2 separate regions of the Gossypium hirsutum genome follow, and region 1 is linked to region 2. A link is a contact called in public Hi-C data. All regions are on one chromosome and are shown on one strand. The core of a region is the stretch at or near the end of the contact, and the rest is flanking DNA. Distances in the headings are between cores, read along the strand shown. Region 1 holds the start of LOC107895000 (E3 ubiquitin-protein ligase SIRP1). Region 2 holds the start of LOC107895004 (acyl carrier protein 1, chloroplastic).

Evidence for each region. Hi-C and Micro-C count contacts between places; a contact is called where the count stands out from the background.
Region 1: a Hi-C map of leaf shows a contact between it and region 2, with 2.1 times the contacts expected there. The contact joins the promoter of LOC107895000 here to the promoter of LOC107895004 in region 2. A contact is called at or near these places in 5 of 34 Hi-C or Micro-C datasets (hypocotyl, leaf and petal).

Annotation. Positions count from the first base shown.
Region 1 is chrA13:68,604,967-68,611,659 of Gossypium_hirsutum_v2.1, forward strand. It overlaps LOC107895000 (E3 ubiquitin-protein ligase SIRP1), which reads right to left and starts at 3,757. Exons shown (of 2, transcript XM_041084774.1): 1 at 3,739-3,757; 2 at 2,767-3,644. The coding sequence starts at 3,757. The coding sequence ends at 2,767. It also overlaps the pseudogene LOC107894999.
Region 2 is chrA13:68,405,395-68,412,198 of Gossypium_hirsutum_v2.1, forward strand. It overlaps LOC107895004 (acyl carrier protein 1, chloroplastic), which reads right to left and starts at 1,528. Exons shown (of 4, transcript XM_016820174.2): 1 at 1,193-1,528; 2 at 178-288; 3 at 1-66. The coding sequence starts at 1,240.

The sequences.
Region 1 (6,693 bases), core at 2,507-5,006, 200 kb after region 2:
ACTATTAAAATAGAATATTAAAATATTAATTTGATTAAATTTTGTCTTCAAAGTGATTCAAATTTAAAATTGAAAATAACAAAATTTGGTGGCGAGGTTAAAAAACAAAAAAAAAAGATATATTTAATATTAAGTTAAAGCATAGTAATAAATTTACTATAATACTCTTACAATGGTAAAAATAAATAATTAAAAAAAGGTAAATATCAATAAATATAATGACAAATTTAAAATTTCAGTGATGAAGAAAACACATCCATTAACTGTAGAAGGCGAGTGAATTCGAAATTTGAATATTTTCTTTTTGAGCTAGTTTTTATTTAACTTTGAACCTATACAATTAATATATATTTTTTCTTAATAAAAAATCATGACATTAAAAGAAAAAAATCAATTATCAAAAATAAAAACAAAAGCCTAAACATCCTTGACCCCTATGGAATTCAAGCTCTATTATTATTATTATTATTATTATTATTATTATTGTTGTTGTTGTTATTTGCACGTAAAACCTCTATATAAAAACTAAACTTCATGTGAAAGCCATTCACAACAAAGAAAGAAAAACCTAAAAACCCTCACAAAACCCTAAACCTTGTGTTGTGCCTTCTTTTTCTTAGCTATGGAAAGGGTGCTAACAGGCGGAAAGGGCATTGTGAGGCCGAAGACAAAGATAGTTTGCACCTTAGGACCAGCTTCCAGGTCGGTGGAGATGATCGAGAGGCTTTTGAAAGCTGGTATGAACGTTGCTCGTTTCAACTTGTCCCATGGTTCCCATGCATACCACCAGCAAACCTTGGATAATCTAAGGACCGCTATGCTCAACACCGGCATCCTTTGTGCTGTCATGTTGGATACTAAGGTAACCTTTTTCTTTCTTTTTTGTCAACTTTTCTTTTCATGAAGATCTCATGTTTGATTTATGGATTGTTTCTAACATTATTGCAGTAGTGCTTCATTGAAAAAAGAAGGGTGTTATTCTTGTTTACTTCTCTTTCAAGTTTCAATTTAATGGAGTTTCTTAGATTGAAACTTTCTATCATGTTTCAAAGCTAATCTTTTTTATTTAAAAGTAACTTTGTTCTTTTCAAGGATAATGTACCCTGTAGTTAGTTTGCCTTTAGGATTTAAAAGTTGCAAAGCATAAACTGGGGAATTTTAATTTTCCGACAACGGATTGTTTTTACCAATTTCTATGAATATGTAGGGACCGGAGATCCGAACCGGGTTTTTGAAGCATGGGAAGCCCATACAACTCATTCAGGGTAAAGAGATTACTATCAGCACTGACTATAGCATAAAAGGTGATGAGAATACAATCTGTATGAGTTACAAAAAGTTGGCTCAAGATTTGAAGCCTGGGAGTGTTATTTTGTGTTCTGATGGGACAATCACATTCACTGTCTTGGATTGTGACAAGGAATTGGGATTGGTCCACTGTCGTTGTGACAACTCCGCTGTTCTTGGTGAAAGGAAGAAAGTCAATCTTCCAGGTGTTGTGGTTGATCTTCCAACATTAACAGACAAGGACAAAGAGGATATCTTGCAATGGGGTGTTCCAAATAAGGTTGACATGATTGCCTTGTCTTTTGTTCGTAAAGGTTCGGATCTTGTGGAGGTCCGAAAGCTGTTGGGAAAGCATGGAAATAACACTCTTCTAATGTCAAAGGTTTGCAGTTTGTTTAATAGACAATGAGATTTGTAGAATATATGTGTTTTGATTTCATGTTGAACATATTTGCTTGTGGATTGGCAGGTTGAAAATCAAGAAGGGGTTACTAACTTTGATGATATTCTAGCAAATTCAGATGCATTTATGGTTGCAAGAGGTGATCTTGGGATGGAGATCCCAATTGAGAAGATATTCCTGGCTCAAAAACTGATGATTCTTAAGGCCAATATACAAGGAAAGCCTGTGGTGACTGCAACTCAGATGCTAGAGTCTATGATCAAATCTCCAAGGCGACTCGAGCCGAAGTCACTGATGTTGCCAATGCGGTTCTCGATGGTACCGACTGTGTCATGCTAAGTGGAGAAACTGCTGCTGGAGCATACCCTGACCTTGCTGTTCAAACCATGGCCAGAATTTGCACGGAAGCTGAAAACTTTATAAACTATGGGGATCTTTTCAAGAGAATAATGGAGAGTGCACCAATGCCTATGAGCCCATTATAGAGTTTGGCTTCCTCAGTTGTGAGGACAGCCGAGTCCATTAACGCCTCTTTAATTTTGGTCCTAACCAGAGGTGGAACCACGGCAAAGCTGGTGGCTAAGTATAGGCCAAGTGTGCCTATTTTGTCTATGATCATCCCAGAGATAACAACAGATTCCCTTGAGTGGTCATGCAATGATGAAGCTCCATCAAGGCATTGCCTTATCTTCAGGGGTCTGATCCCGGTTTTGAGCTCCGGTTCGGTAAAAGCTTCTTACGCCGAGTCTACTGAGGAAACAACCAAGTTTGCCCTTCAATATGGTAAGGAAAAGGGGCTAATCAAACCTGGAGATTCAGTTGTGTCTTTGTACCCTTCAGTGATTAAGATCTTGACAGTTAGTTTATGATCTGATTTTAGCTTAGTTTTGGTAGCTTTTTTAATCAACATGTTTGATTGAATGTGGGAGAACAATTTTCACATGAATGAAGAAATATTTAATTTGATTTGTCCTTTTTTCAAGAGCTTATTGATATAAAATACATATAAATTCTTTGTTTTCCAACAGCAGCAAAAAAGACAAGCTCATTGCAGACTAATATATGCATAAAAATGTTCAGTTATCATCTCCCTGAGCTGCATTTTCACTTCCTGGAATAGCCTCTAATGAGGGAGGTGAAGTGGATTCACTTTGAGAACCGGGTAAGGTGACTAAACCATCATAAGGCCATGGAATAGGGATCCAATACCTTCTTCCAGTTCCTATCCTGCCAGTATTCCTGTTGCCATTTGGCTCGGTCTTGGAATCGTCCAACGGCAACTGAAACCGGCAGACAGGACAAGAGTTTTGAAGTTCAAGCCAAGGAATAATACACCCATCATGGAATTTATGCTCACACGGCATCTCTTTTGCTTCATTTCCAATCTCAATATCCTCCAAACATATTGCACACTGCACATTGCCATTTACAGTAACAGTTGGCATTGCTTCAACTGCTTCCTTCCAAGCTGGTAGAGTTCCATGTTGGTTTGGGTCATTCTCAGACAAATACTGCAACAAAAGATCCCAACCAGGTCCCATGATGTAATCACCAAAGGAGCCGGCAGACCTATGACTTGGGTTATGAGTATGAACACGGTTAGTAACATCAAATGAGCCTTGGACAACCAAGGCTTCATCATTGATTGGATCAAACAAGATCATTCTACCACTTCCATTTCCACCATTTTCTGATTCAGAAGCTGCTGCTACTGTACGCATACCTTGAAGTATCCTAAGGGGCAGGGCTGAAGATGAGGTTCTCCTTCTTATCAAGGACTCCACTTCTCTCCCCAGTTCATCATCCTGTGTTACTTGGTCCCTGCTTGCGATACGCAGCTGTGATGATGAACCAATCAAACCAAGCACGATTGGAGCCCAAAGTGAAAGACTGTTGGGAGACTCTGTATCGATGGCGGCGTGATTGGTGTTGGAACGGGATCTTATGCTGCCCACTTCTTCCAGAAACCCAGAATCACAGAGAGGGCATTGGAATTCAGGCTGTCGTTGGATTCACCACTCGGGAACACATGTAACACCAATACCTACCCGCTTGCCTATCCCCCATCTCTCTCTTCAAAATTTACAAACAATCACGTCAGAATACAAATCAAGAAAGATATACCAAAATTAACATACAATAAACATGAAACATGGAGTACTGTGGTCTATAAACAACCAACTTATAAATTGTAAAGAAAAACAAGACAAAAGAAACAAGAGATGTAAAAAGATAGATGTTTTCTATGATACCTTTCAAATAGAGGATGAGGGGAATAATTGACATGAACTATGATTGTGGTTTTAGAGGTAATAACCCTTTTTTATTTGCTTCTCTGTCATGGAAAGACATTTTTAGTTCAATATTTGTTTTACCAATCATTTTTGTATGCTTTAATTGCATACTATAATTAATTTGTTATTTAAAGATAGGGTTCTTGTTTGCTTTTTCTTTTAATTGCAATTAATATAAAGTAAGTCGACCTGTCTGTCCACCGTTAGATTGGGCTTTAGACTTCCTTACAGCTTGGACTTAGATAATAATGTTAGCTAAATCTATGGTTTTCAGCGTTATAAAACGTGAAAACTCACTTCCTGCTGCCAAAAATGTTCCAACTGAGACTTCAGCCCGCTAGACTATCACAGCCCCCAATGTTCAGTTTCTGACACTAAAGGCTCTCGACTGCAGGCAGTCTTCACTGCAGAAAATAACAAAAGGCTTTTATAACCCACTCTATTTCCACCCTCAGGCGGAGCCACCGGCAGCGCCATAAGGTTGCGCCGGGCAGCAAAGAGGGACAGCCACCTCAAGATTTCTGCTCAGATAAGATCAAGTAGTTGGTCGAATGTACGCTTTCTGAACTCACGGTTCGCTCTATTTAAAGCCAGCTTGTCGGCAATTCTCAGGATCGCTTCCCGATGTGGGATTTTAAGTGAACCAATTATAAAGGCGCTGACTATTGGGGCCACACGTGATTCAGAAACCGGGGCACCATAAAATATATGTAAAAGTTGATAGTTGCATTTGGGATTACAAAAAAACAAAACAAAACAAAATCAACATCCAAGAAGCAAATTAATTAGACGAGAAAAGCAGAGTGTTAAGGAGCAAAAGTTTGAAAAGAATGATATGAAATAAGGTGCAATTTGATGGAGGGTGGGGGAGATGCATGCTTCGCCACATTTTTTGTTCCACTGGATTGGGTGGATTGGATCCAAATACTGCATTTGCAATGGTCAAAGAAGCAGCAGTAGTTTAGTTTTAGTTTAAAAGGCAATGAAATGCATGGACATGCAGCTTTGCAAGTTTAGGTTGAATGGCAATCAAAGTTGGGAATATTGTTGTTGTAAGTTGAAAACTTACATGGACATGCTGCTTTAGTTCACATATGACACAGCCATCCACTATTTGATGAAATCAAAGGGCATTGTGAGTGGAAGAAAATAATGGAAATTCATTACCCAAAGCCCATTTTTGGGTTCACAATTTGACATCCTTAACCGTAGCACACTCCAAGCCTATATTTTACCTGCCAATATATAACAACCCACTTTTGTATATCTCCCAAAAGATTCCCCTTTGAATCAAAGGAGCCATGCATTATGGAGATCGGTTCTCATTCAGATCATCTTTATTTAGGCCTGCATCAGTAGCCAATATCTTCCATTTCAATTTTTCCAGTTACCTTAGTAATTAGCTCATTCAAATTTCAATACATACACGTGGGGTTACTCTGTAGTATAAAATTAATTTAATTTTTCAATTTCATTCCATTAATTATTGCATGGTTTATCAATACATATCACCATACATTTTAAATGTGAAGTAAATAAAAAATTTAATCATTAGATTATTAATAATAACAATAATTTTCATTAACATGAGATGGATATCGTATGTAATGTACATTATGAGCACAATTTATAATTCCAAATCCGGAATGCAGAGAAATTATGGCAAACATAGATAGTTGCTTGAACTTTTACATAACTAGGTAGAATTTGAAACAATGGATCTCCATCTCCATACTTAAGCGCAAATTATCTTTATGCGACCACATCAGTATGTCATAATGTAATAAGTCTTAGACTAAACATGAGAGTTGAATCAAGGTTTTATAGGTATTTTAGTAGTTCCTCTCTCTACTAATCCAATTATGATATATAATCTAATATCACTAATGATTTTTTAAGTTTGAAAGCGGTGGTAGAGCCACATGTGTGATTGTAGGAGCAATACAAAGAACATTTTTTAATTTATATAATTGATATATTCATCTCACAAAAGAATTTGAAAATAAATTATTAGCTTAAGTACTAAAAAAGCTCTTGTAGACTAATTTAAAAATCAAACTAGCCCTTAGTCGAAAAGTACAATTAATTTAGCCTTAATTGAAAGTTAGTAATCCAATTGAGCCCTTCTATTATGGCTTTCTGTCGAAGCCCATGACAGTTTACATGTTGACATGATAGATGACGTGGAAAAAAATGATGATATGACGATTAATGTGAAAAATATTGATACGAAAGGCTTAATTGATTTTTAATTATTTTAGGAGGACTTAATTGATTTTTATTTTAAGGATATAAAAATTGTGGAAAGGAAGCTTTTTCTGCCTTTTGGTGACATTTGTCTTATTTTCCACTCTATACCTCTCTACCGAGAGATCACAAACTTTCCGCGACTCAGAAAAGAAACTAGACAGTGAGTTGTATGCGCTCCTAATAACCTACATTTGTTTCTCTTAGTCTTAATTCCTTGTTTCTTAAAAATATTTAAAAAAAAAATTCAAAAACATTGTTATACTAATCAACCGATATAGAAAAAAATGTTAAACTTATCAATGTTGTTCATGGAATGAACAGTCTAAACCTTATTATCACAATGACTAAAAATAGAGAATCTAATTCCAAAAACTGAATTGAAAAGATATAGAATATTTAAATTCAGATGTCTAAGTTTATTTGCATTTAGCTTTAGTTTCACACTTTTGAAACTTCCTT
Region 2 (6,804 bases), core at 278-2,777:
GTCATTTTCTAAAGCTAATTGTCTCCTTACTACATCACATACCTTATCCACGGTCTCTTTTTTGGCCTGCACAAAGACATTTGACATCAAAGAGAGAAATAGTTATAGATATATATTGTCATAGGAGAGACCAAAACCTATAGAAACGAAAATCATTGCATTCGGTGAGAAACATACAGCACAGCAGATCTGCAAGCGAGCAGGCGTTGGACGCATCGTAAATGAGAGGGTGCTTCTTCCCTGGTTCATAAATGAACACAATTTCAACCCAGAAACACTGCCTTTAGCCTGTTAAAAGATGTTCAGTAGCATGAAAATCAGCCGATGATTTATATAAAAAGAATGGTTCTAGAAGAAACAACAATCTTCAAAGATATCTCAACATCTTAATCCAAGCAAAATAGAAACTTAAATTTTGCACTTGTCTATTTTAGTGAACTTTACAAACAAAAATCCAAATCCAACAAGCCATTAATATTCATAAGCACTCTAAACATCAATAATATAACTGCAATTTTATACAGTGATCTATGTTATAGATCAAATATAATTCTATGAAAATCATGTTTAACAGGCCAAAAACCACTAAAACAAATCTCCTTAAACTTAAAACTAATGATACCCGGAAAATCTATAGCTTCCATCACTACATCAGCTCATTTGGAAGCAAAAAGCAATTCCCGTTCTAGTTATTGCTTTAGTAACTTGCTTGAGCTCCCTTAAGATGCTAAAACAAATCATACTTGATTAAAAATGGATAAATAACCATATCTAATGCAACACCAAATCAGATAAACAAGTAAAATCGTTCATTATTTTCTCCGAAGCAATTACCATTTGAGCTTTTATTTATTTTTATAATTTCCGAAAGCAAAAACCAAAAAGAAGTAAAAGCAAAACAACAGCAATAAAAATAAATTAGAAACTTTCAGATCTCAGATTGACCAGATCAAATCATCCATGAAAGAAGTAGAACTAACAAAAGTAACAGTAAAGCATCAGTAACAGTAAGATATGGACATTTGATTAAATCAATAAACAAAAAGTGAAATCTGAAAAAGAAGGATAAATTAAAACAACAAACAGATCGGGCGAAAAATAAAACCAAACAAAGAAACCAAAAAAAAAAGTCCAAAGAAGAAGAGAAACAAATGCATTAGTAGCTAAAAAGAAAGAAAGATAAAGAGAGTACAAAGGAGCGAGGTTGCATGGAGATGGATGAGCCAGCAATAGAAGCCATTGGAGAGAGAAAGATGAAATGCGAAACGGTGGAGAGATCGAAGATGAGTGGAGTGGAGTGGAGTGTGAGGGTTTAGGAGTTTGGTTTTTATAGGAGGATTTGTGATATTGAGAATGAGAAAGAGGTTTCTCTCCTTTTGGGGGTTGGGTTGGGGGGGGGGGGGGGTTATTTGTTGTTTTTGCAAAACGTGGATTGTGTCACTTATTAATGGTGTTAGCACCGACCCTGGACGGCACACGACCAAATTTGGCCTTTTTTATTTAAGGTGCCGTAATAATTGGACGAAAATGTAAATATAATTTTCAATTTTATGTTATATACGAGGAATTTTAATTTTTTAGATTTTATGTTACATTTGTTTGTGTAAATTATAATTGTAGAATTATAGAATTTTAAATTTCAAAAATATTAATTATTATAAAAACATTAACAACATTTGAGAAAAAAATTGATTAAACAAGTAATAAAATTTAAAATTAAACTATTCTAAATATATATATTTTAAGTAAATTCTACTATTAATCTCTATATTTTGTGAAAGTTGTAAATTTAATTCATATATTTTATAAAATTTGTGAATTTAGTCTTTTTACTTTAATTTGATCAATTTTAGTCCCTATATTTTTTTATTTGACCAATTCTAGTCATTGTATTTTTTGAATTTTAAAATTTTAATCTTCACCCAAATAATAAAAATTAAATTTCTTAGTTAAATTCAATTACTAGCCTTATTAATATGCATTCAGTTGTAGATTTGGTCTATACTCTCTAATTTGATCATTATAAGTTCTTATAATTTTCAAATTTTGAAAGTTTAGTCTCTACGCAAATGATATACATTAATCCATTAACCGGATTTTTAGTGAGTAATATGTGGAAATAATAACCTAACATGACATTTCACATATGATAATAACTTTTTGCGCATTAGATTTTAGAAACAACAAAACTTAGCTTAATGAATTTAACATATATCATTTGGTGAGGATTGGGATTTTAAAATCCAAAAATTACATGGACTAAAATTGATCAAATTAAAATACAAAGACTAAATACACAAATTTTATAAAGTACATGGACTAATAAGATTATTTAAACTATATTTTACGATTTACAAGACTTGGATAGAAATTTTAATTGTTTTAAAAGACTTATGTTTTGAAATGAATTTATATAATAATTAATAAAATATTAAATTTTATATTGAATTATTTTGTATTTAAATTATACTCTATATCCATATTAAATAGAAATAAATATGCATGTTCACATTAAAATTTTTTAATATGGTACACTTTCTATTTCAAGCACTTATGTTATCATTTCTACATTTATTAGGAAATACTATCGTAACTCACATTTACACTATAAATAAGTGAAAAAAAACTATAAATTTTATAGAGGTTATAATTTAAAATTATTTATATTATAAAAGAATAACAATAAAATTAAGTGATATTGATTCGAAAATAACCCAAAACCTTATTTAATGAAGGATGATTCCAATATAATGGGATTTACATGCCATACATGTTTCAAACAATTTAATTGTTAAAATGGAAGGATGGCATCCAATGCTTTTAAATGTTAAAATGAAATGATGGCAATAACTCCAAAGTTTAGTATGTAACCATGTGTTCATGCAGTGCACTTAATGACCAATGCCATATACAATTTTAAATGCGAAATATACAGTACAAAATTTCTTCTTCTTCTTTACTGAATTTTAGCATTATTTAATTCAAAGGTGTAGGATACGTGCTGAAAATAGCTATTCTTAAAAAAGTTGCATGGAAACACACCTTGCTGGTCAATTGTATTTAAATATTTATTATAATTTTTATGAATAATGTAAAAAATAATTTAAAACATATTATTTATAAAAATATTAAAATTAATAAGTCATATTATTATGAAAGATGCAGAATAATATAAAAGGATACAATTGTTTTATTCCATAAAGAAATACTTAAATAAGTGATATAATACTAGTAAATAATTTTGCACTGCTCTAAATATAATTCTTTTTGTAAAAGGTTAACTAAAATAAATCTTCAATTCTTTAATATAGCAACTTACAAACAATAATATGTTAGAAAAAATATATGATTAGTTAATATAATTTTTTTTTCAAGTTTGTAATATTATTATAATTTTAAAATATATTAGTATGAAAATATTTAAATTTCATATAAAATTTTAAACATATTTTTATTGAATTTTTAGAGAAAACATATTTTTATAATTTTTTTTAGGGTTTAGGATTTTTTTTAAATTTAGGCTAAATAAGGGCTATAGGCTAATTTTATTTTTTAATTAGGCCTTTAGGCCAATTTTAACTTTAATTAGGGAAATAGGTCGGTTTTAGGAGAGAGAATGTGAAAACGCATCCAGCTGGGCGCTCTTTCACCTTCTCTCTCCAAGGTTAGGGCTTATTATTTTTTTCGTATTAGGGTTTAAGGTTTAGAGTATTTTAAAAGTGTTCAGGGTTTTTAACTAAAACGACAGAAGTTCTTAGGTAGTTTTGAGGGGTTGGGGATGTGATAACGCGCCTCAGCACATATACATTTCATATGTCATGGCGGGATAGGACTATCACATTAAAAACCCATCGTGGGGAATTCTGGTTTCGAGGTAATAATGCTTGATACAATCAGTGGTCAAAGTCAACGTGAAGATCCCAGTCGGCGGCTGTGATGCAGTCACGGGTTCAAGTATAACTGGAGGGGCAGGTGATGGCTGTTATGGGATCAGGAGTTCAAGCTCTCGCAAAACAATGCTCTATATATACCATACATAAGATTGATGATATAATCACAAAAAAAAAATTTAAGCACTTTCGGTGTAATCAACATAATTTTTTTCTCTATTTCTAAGTAGTCGGTATCTTTAACCTTTCATTCTTGTCCGAAGGCTTACACCGAGGTGGAAACAAGAGGGCTCTCAGGTGGAGAGCGGATGTTTCAACACAGTAAGGTCAAACTCGGGTCAATGCAGTAGCGATTGTAGTTATTAATGTGTTGTATAATAACGAAAACTGTCATCACTCCGAAAGGAACATCATTTTTACTGCACCGCAATAGCCGCTCACTGCTTAAGAGTCCTCTTGCATCCATGACGGTATCGGCCTTTGAATAAGTAGGTTAAAGGTACTAGTTGCATGGAAATGGAGAAAAAATTACACTGATTATAGCTGAAAGCCCTAGAGTTTTTCTGTATGAATATGCCCTCAAATTTTTGTATGGTATTTATAGGGCATCATTTTCAAGTGTTCAAAAATATTAAGCTTGTGGTCGTGTAACAACCATCAACTGGCTCCCCCGTTACACCTTGATACGTTACCGCATAACGGTCATTGATTGAAACCTCCACATCGACTTCTACCCTTGACCATGGAAAGTAAAATCATCCTATAACTGACTTCCCTAGGATAGGCTTCAGAGGTAATGATCCCATCCTGGCATGATATATGAAATGTGTGTAGCTCGGAACAATATCGCATCACTGACGACTCAAGAATACCTCGAACGTAAACCAAATATTTTTAGTGACCAAAATTTTTAAAACTGGGAAATATTTTATAGTGGAGAAACGGAAAGGTTTGGAGAGAAATTATATGAATGAAGGATGATGAAGCCTAGTATGTGAGAGTTATTTTATAGTCTCAAAGGAAGGGTCTGTTTGCAAATAAAAACCTTAAAAGCGCGCTGGAACATATTCTAAACATGTTAAAGTGTTTAAAGCATCTGCATTATTCGAAGCGTCATGCTTTTCTGCCCCAGAAATAGGAAATTTATTAGAGAAAAGCTCCACCAGTTGGGCAATCTTTATCTAACAAATTTCCTATTCTAAGGTGAAAGGACATTTTCGTATGCCTGTTGAACACGTTATGCAACATCGAATCTCAATGAAATTATATGACTTCTGAACATGTGATGAAAAGTATTTGCACCATACAATATGTAACAATGTGTGCATTCATAAACAAAATTAATAGCGCGCATTCTCTTTCTCCCTGCATAATTATCTAATAAAAGGGGCATAATTTTCATAACATAGACACTCATCAAGTTAATATCAAACAGAATAAGTTTGCATCACAGGTGAGAGTTGTGTGTACTCCTTTAGACAACTTTCTACTCTCTTTTTTTTGCGTTTATTCATCCAAATTGTGATCGATATTAAAATAAGTCGATGAGTGAAATTCGTTATACACTACGACAATCAAATCTGTAATATAGAGTTCGCGGTGGTGTTTATAGGAGCGAAGTTCGTGGAATTTACGTTCAATAATACTATTCAAATGCATGAGCTACGGACTAGAATCAGAAGAAAGTTAGGGGATTATCCCGGGGAAGAATTATGAGGTTGCAATGTAGATTTTTTTGTATTCGTTGACCCCTATAAGTATAAGTTATTTGATGTGATTAGTGAGACACATCTCGATACGGTCATATCATCGCACATCTCAAATGGAAATGTTGTTATTAAGTTATATGTTGAGTTCACCGATGTTGATGGATTTAGCCCATCTTCAACCACCGTCGCGGCGAATACAGGTACTAAAGCTAAAGTAGAAACTCCTACTACAAAGTTGTGTAGTGGGTTTTCTGGCCTTTTTCAAAGCGGCTACTATGATGTTCTTGAAACATCTATGGGCAGACACTCATCAGTCTCCAGTATCGATCTAAACTTCAAGGGTTAGTACCAGTCGAGGTACCAGCATAACGCAAATCTAGGCACTCGAGCTTGACATTCAATCAGTGTATTCAATTTTAATTTTGGCATTGGGTCAATGTCATAGGGCGAAAAGAGTTATATCGGGGGATCATCGATGTGCACCAGTCATCAACTCGTTAAATATTCTGGTGGGCACATGGGTTACAAAAGAACCAATGACCTACTCCTTTCGATAGGGGTCAGTGAGGATACGTCTAACATCGAGCTCGAAGGTGACAATGAAGGCGCAGATGAGGAAAGGGATGCAGATGAGGAAGAAGGGGCTGTAGACGCAAACAAGGGGGAAGAGTCAGAACTTAAGCCAATCCGGCAATGCGATCTGAATGGTTCAGAAGTGGCACTATTTTTCGAACCGGATCCTATTACAACGAAGCGTAACCTTGTGAGTCTGACAATGACGTCTCGAACAATGCTGCAGATCCAGATGCACGATTTAAGGCATATGAACCTTTTCCACATATGACAAACATTGACCTATCGACCGAGGGTGGCTTAGAGTTTTCGCTGCTTCTGCACAAAATATCTGACCATGCAAGCACATATCGTGATCCACGAGTATTGAAAGTTGGAATGAAATACCCCAACAAAGATACATTTCTTGTTGCACTGAAGCAATATAGCATCAAAAACTGTGTGAATTACTACGTAACGAAGTCTTGCTCTAAGAAATTTGAAGAAAAGTGCATAATAAAGGACAGAAGGTGTAAGTGGAAAATCATGGTGTTTTACCGAAAAAATTAAGGTGTGAGCTATAAAGAAGTATCCCAGTCCCCATACGTATGTTGCAACAAATACAAGCCAAGACCATTCGAGGCTAGACTCAG